2 separate regions of the Mus musculus genome follow, and region 1 is linked to region 2. The links are chromatin contacts, called in public promoter capture Hi-C maps. All regions are on one chromosome and are shown on one strand. The core of a region is the stretch at or near the end of the contact, and the rest is flanking DNA. Distances in the headings are between cores, read along the strand shown.

Region 1 (2,700 bases), core at 139-2,638, 1.0 Mb after region 2:
CCCAAACCATGCAGAAGTGGTCCTTGAACCCCTAACCCTTGTTTCCTCCCTGACTTGCTGGGATTATAGCTGTCACCACCTGGCTTGCTTATGTTATGGGACATTAAAATGTCGTTGCAATTGTATCCCAGCAGAGCTTCGATCCCAGTCCACTATTTCCTAGATCCATGCCTAAACTGAGGAGTTTTGCGAGGACTTTTGGGGGTCCTGCTTGGTGTTTAATTGTAAAGACACCGGAGACATCTGGATACAATAAAGCTGTTGGCCTGTTTGCTGAGACAGTCCCTCAGCTAACCCATCTACCTAACCCGACCGACTTCTTGCCACTGTGTCCCACCACGTGTCTCTTTAAATCCCTGTTCCGTTCTTGTCCCTGCTTGTCTCCCGCCTGTCCGGCCCAAGCTTCTGCTGCCAGCTCTTTATTCTGCAGGAGGCCATACGCCTAACTCTTCCACTGAGCCAATCAGCAGCAGGACAACGCCCGGTCTCTCTTACGTAGCCTTTTGGCGCAGAGGGTTACGTGACCTCCATCTAGGCAGCTAGCTTTCTAACATGGCCTGAAGAAAATCTTTTGGGAAGATGAGGAAGGATAAAAGGTGGGTTGTGGGGCCATAGAAACAATACCAAATATCCGGTCAAGCACAGCCACTCATTGGAAACACAGGGACACAGCCACATAGCCATTTGATGTGTGGACATAGGTCATCCCATCCAAAGGGTCTCCTTATTGCAATTCTGCTCCAAACAGCTAAAGAAAATCTTAGCCAGTCTCTTGACCTGACAACCAGCTCACACACTAAGTAGGAATTAAAATTCCCAGTGTGAGCTATCCTGCTGGATGCTATCTATCCGCCGTGGTATAGAAACTTAAGTGGATGGCTCTAAAAGCGGAACACCTAGTAGCGTTGAGTCACAAGGAAAACTAGCGTCTTTACCTTACCGAGTCTAAACCCACGGTTATTACCTGTACAACCCAAGTCAGTGTCAGCTCTCCTGAAGAGACTGTGGTTGGCCCTAAAAAGGGCCGTTAGGGATGGGGGGGGGGGGAATTGAAGCGGCGGCGTCTAGCCTCCGAAGCCGTAGAGGGTGCGGCCCTGGCGCTTGAGAGCGTACACCACATCCATAGCGGTGACGGTCTTGCGCTTGGCGTGCTCGGTGTAGGTGACTGCGTCGCGGATGACGTTCTCCAGGAACACCTTCAGCACACCACGGGTCTCCTCGTAGATGAGGCCGGAGATGCGCTTGACCCCACCGCGCCGAGCCAGGCGGCGGATGGCGGGCTTGGTGATACCCTGGATGTTGTCACGCAAGACTTTGCGATGGCGCTTGGCGCCACCCTTGCCTAGACCCTTTCCACCCTTTCCTCTGCCAGACATGGCTAATGTAATCTGAAACACCAGCTGGTGAGGCATTGGAGGTGGAGTGCCACTAATATATGAGAGGATCGGACCAGATTGAAAACTGAAAGCGCGCGGGCGGGAACCTTTCTAAATTATCCGGGCTCTGGATGTTGCATCATCTTCCTGTTTTTCTTTTCTCTTCTCTGCCCTCTACCGGTTCCTTACAGTCTCAAGCCTTTATTTTTTTATTTTCGATTTTCTTAATTATGGTGCCGAAGTCCCTCGGAGAATTCAGATTCCTCCAAATAAAACTTAGAGATAACACAGACTTTAGAAAGCACTGACGCTAAAAAGACAAAAGACCGGAGAAAGAGAAAGTTAGAGATGAGGGGGGAGTGCGCTGCACTGAAGGGCCCGGAGCTCCTGTTAGGTAAAAACCGCAGCAAAAGTTCCAGTAACCAGCGTGACAATCGAAAGCAGAGGACCCAGGAATGTGTGTGGAAGGGAAAGGTCGCGGGCGTTTCTGCGTACAGTCGCCTGTTTCGTTGATAGAGACACATTATTCAGATCAAGCAGAAACTAGATCATAGGAAAACTGAGGATGCCGCCGATCCTTTTCACCGAGGTCAGTGGGTTTCCACGCTCTTCTACCCAAAGGCCCGCTGACTAGCCGAGCAGCCCGGGAATGCTGCTACGCTCGTTTCCACAAGTCCTTTGAGGCCCGCCCTTTGTTTTCAGTTATTCCAAACTGTCTCTACTATGCAGTAGACTAAAATTCACTTTTTCAAGTGTGTGTCTGCTTTATACAGTGACGCCCTGGGAAATGAACTGGAGTCTGTACTTCTAGTATGTCCGTCGTTCCCAGGGCCACCCATAGAAGAATCTTGAGAAAGCATTCTGCATCAGAAAGAACGGTAGTGGGTTGGTTGGGACTTGTTTTTAAAGTGATCTGATAGGCCTTGTTCTGACTGTTCCTTTATTCTAACATCTATATGTGCTCATGAATCCCCACCACCACCACCACCACCTTTTTTCTATCCAGATTTTCTGGCTCCAGACATGTAGATAGATGTAGGTTTTGAGTCACCTTAGGCTGGGGGCTCAGACTCCCCTCTCAACTCAAATGTTTTAAACCTAAGACCTGTGAATTGTAGATCTTAGAGGGAAGAGAGCTCCCTCCTACCCCAGTAACCCTGGGCAGTCATACACGTCTCTTGATGGATAGATCCTGTTTGTAGACATGCCTCCATGCCCAAACTAGCACCCTAGAATTCAGAGCCTCTCCATCCCGCAGCCGCTGTTTTCTCATTCCCATGGCGACCCCTGGAAGCTGTGTTGCTTCATATCTCTGTATTGTGCG
Region 2 (2,700 bases), core at 21-2,520:
GTTATTTTATGCAGAGTAACTTCTAAATTTTCATTGTCTATTCTTAGAGATAAAATGATTAGTAGATACACACATTTAAAAGATACACTTTCTTTAAACTACCTGGACACACCCAAATACCCTTTGTCCAGATCCCCCCAAGAGCATTCAAGGCCTAATCCACAGGGCCTTGCTGTGTCATGCTGCCACCATGCAGTCTAAGGAGGGATGGTGGTGGATGAAAATGGAGGCTTCCTGGTATTTCTCATGTTGCTCTAGGATTTTCCTATTAGCCACAATCCTCCCCTTTTTCTAGGAGGAGCTGCAAAGACAAATCTGCTGTCATAAGTAGTTCCTGTGAGCTACACTGATTGCAGCATGCCATCGGGCAATCCCACAATGGCTCCCACCTGTCCCACCTAAAGCCTCTTTGGAGCAAAAATCTGAGATAGGGAGGAGATTGTTAAAGGTTCCAATCACTCTCAATAGCATCTCATGTTTAAAAAAAAAAAAAAGTACCCTACTCCCCAAACCTCCCTACAAGAGACAGAAAATCGAGGGGGATAGAAATACAAGGGAGTAGAGGCTACAATAATTACAGTAGGAATAAAGATTCACCAAATAACTGGTAGCAGAAATTATAGCTTGAAAAGGAAGATATAGATAACTAGACACTAGACAGAAGCCATTAGATGCACAGGGCAAAAATTATAGGAAAATGAATACATGAAATGAAGAGCTAAATGCCGAGAGATGATTACAGGTAAAGTGCTAGAAATGAATGCCTAGGTCCATGGTAAGGCATGGATGGAGATCTTAACAGATAAAAAATCTGGTAACGAATAGTAACCCATTGTTCATAGCGCCCCCTTCTCTCCTCTTAAACTGCCCCCCACCTCGGTCTCACACGGGGTCTTTCAAGCTTAAGAAGCGGTCCCTCGTCTTGGTTACCTGTTAGCAATGAATGACTAGGGTGTTCCGAAGACGGAAGGGATGCCTCAGGGGCTCGGGGGTCGGCTCTGGACTGGAGAGGAGGAGGCTGCTGAAGGAAGCTGTCGCGGATGTGACGGCTTTGTCTCCTCACGCCTTCTCCCTCGTCTGTGACAGAATCTGCCGCTGGGTCTCCCCTGCAATGCAGCCCCTCCTAGCAAGGGCGGAAGCACTCCCCGCCCCCTCTCTGCCTGACTCGGCTAATTCGAGGGATAGGTTCCGGAACACGCTATCCACCGTAGAGCCTCTCCGTCGGCTCGCACCGCACCCCCACCTCTCCAAGTACCCTCGTGCTGACTGGAGCGCATGGCTGAGCAGTTAATTGTCCTCTAACTTAGATGTATGGGTTAAAAAGTCTTCCGGTTAAACAACAGAATGGCCCTCCTTTCCCACTGTAAGGACTAAAGGGGACTTTGGGAGACTCAGAAAGGGCCCCAGCGCATCGTCCTCTCAGCGCCTGCAGCAGGTGGACAGACTAGCACAGACAGTTGGGGTGCCGCGGTTGTCCCCGAGCGCGGTGCTTGCCGCTGTCCCCGCGGGCCACGCCGTGCGCCCCGAAGCTGGGCGGAGCGCTGCGCTCCGCTCTCAGCCCCTGGGTTTCGTAATCGCGTCGCCGGCGTTTCCGCCCTCCGCCAGCCCCACCTCTGCCGGCCCGCCCTCAACTCCCCGCCGTGCCGAGAAGCAGCCAGGGGACCCGGAGTGGCGGAGCCCCCGCCCGCAGTGGGGACGCCGGGGAGCCGCAGGTAAGAGCGCCGGGCGAGCCGGGCTGCGCGCGGGCGGCGGGGAGGGGAGGGCAGGGCAGCGGGGAGGTCGCGATCACAGTACACGCGCGGGCGGCGCAAGCCACGGAGAGGCAGGGAAGCGGCGACTGCAGCGTGGGGCCGGGTGGAAGGTGCGAAGCGACAGGGGCTCCTCGCCGGCCCTCTAACCTGAGAGATCTGCTGTGCTAGAGAATCCGAAGTGGTGCTGGGCCCCGGAAGGTCTAAGCCAGAGTGAAGCAGCCACGGAGAACATTGACAGAGCCAGTACAATTCATCGAAGTTCCCATCCTGGGTCGCAGTGGGTGGGGGACGGAGCTGGAGTCTGACGGAGAATATTGGGGGAGGGGAAGAAATTAGGATCTCCTTCTGTTAACTTTTAAGTATCCCCAGCCCTTCCCTGGGGTTAGGGCAGGGTTGGTGCTCGGACAAATATCTGTAACTTGTTTGAAAATGGGGCCCATTCCTCTCTTGGGAGTCCCTCAGCAGCCCGCTATGTTTGGAGGGTCTCCACACAGGGACCAGCTGCATCCCCGGGCTTATAGCCAGAATTTGCCCACACGATTCTCAAGTCTCTTTCTCTCCAGCTGCTTCTTGCTTCTTGTGAAGGCTTGTCAGACAGCGGGTTGGAGAGGGAGGCCTTGGGGCCGGAGGCAGCGGGACCGGGAGAACCGGTTTGGGGCTACCACAGGCTCGGGGAACTACCTGTGTACATCCTTCCTCCCCACCTCTCTCCTGCTCGCCCCTCTACAGCTCTGAAGTGTGTAAGGCCCACCGGGACGATGACGGTGGTTTAGGGTTTGTCATTTCAAGTTCTGGGTTTCTGGTGGAAGTGAGAGGGGCCCTCCTGTCAAGGATGTGGCTTTCTGCGCTTTTGTCCCTGATCCCTCCTGGCTTCCTTTTTACTGTGGGGATGAAGTAGTGGGCCATGGATTCAGCATCCCACCCTCCCCAGCTAGCCAGCTCAGGCTTT

The links. Promoter capture Hi-C pulls out the DNA fragments that hold promoters and counts their contacts.
Region 1: a contact with region 2 is called in a promoter capture Hi-C map of pre-B cells, with 3 times the contacts expected there. The contact joins the promoter of H4c14 here to the promoter of Cdc42se1 in region 2. A contact is called at or near these places in 2 of 39 promoter capture datasets (cranial neural crest and pre-B cells), 2 of 484 Hi-C or Micro-C datasets (the G1E-ER4 cell line and uterus), 3 of 115 datasets of contacts at active chromatin or transcription factors (embryonic forebrain, microglia and regulatory T cell precursor) and 2 of 9 other capture datasets (adipose tissue and liver).

Annotation. Positions count from the first base shown.
Region 1 is chr3:96,261,929-96,264,628 of GRCm38.p6, forward strand. It overlaps H4c14 (H4 clustered histone 14), which reads right to left and starts at 1,389. Exons shown (of 1, transcript NM_033596.3): 1 at 1,006-1,389. The coding sequence starts at 1,376. The coding sequence ends at 1,065.
Region 2 is chr3:95,227,154-95,229,853 of GRCm38.p6, forward strand. It overlaps Cdc42se1 (CDC42 small effector 1), which reads left to right and starts at 1,271. Exons shown (of 5, transcript NM_172395.3): 1 at 1,271-1,712. Mllt11 (myeloid/lymphoid or mixed-lineage leukemia; translocated to, 11) reads right to left here and starts at 1,524. Exons shown (of 2, transcript NM_019914.4): 1 at 931-1,524.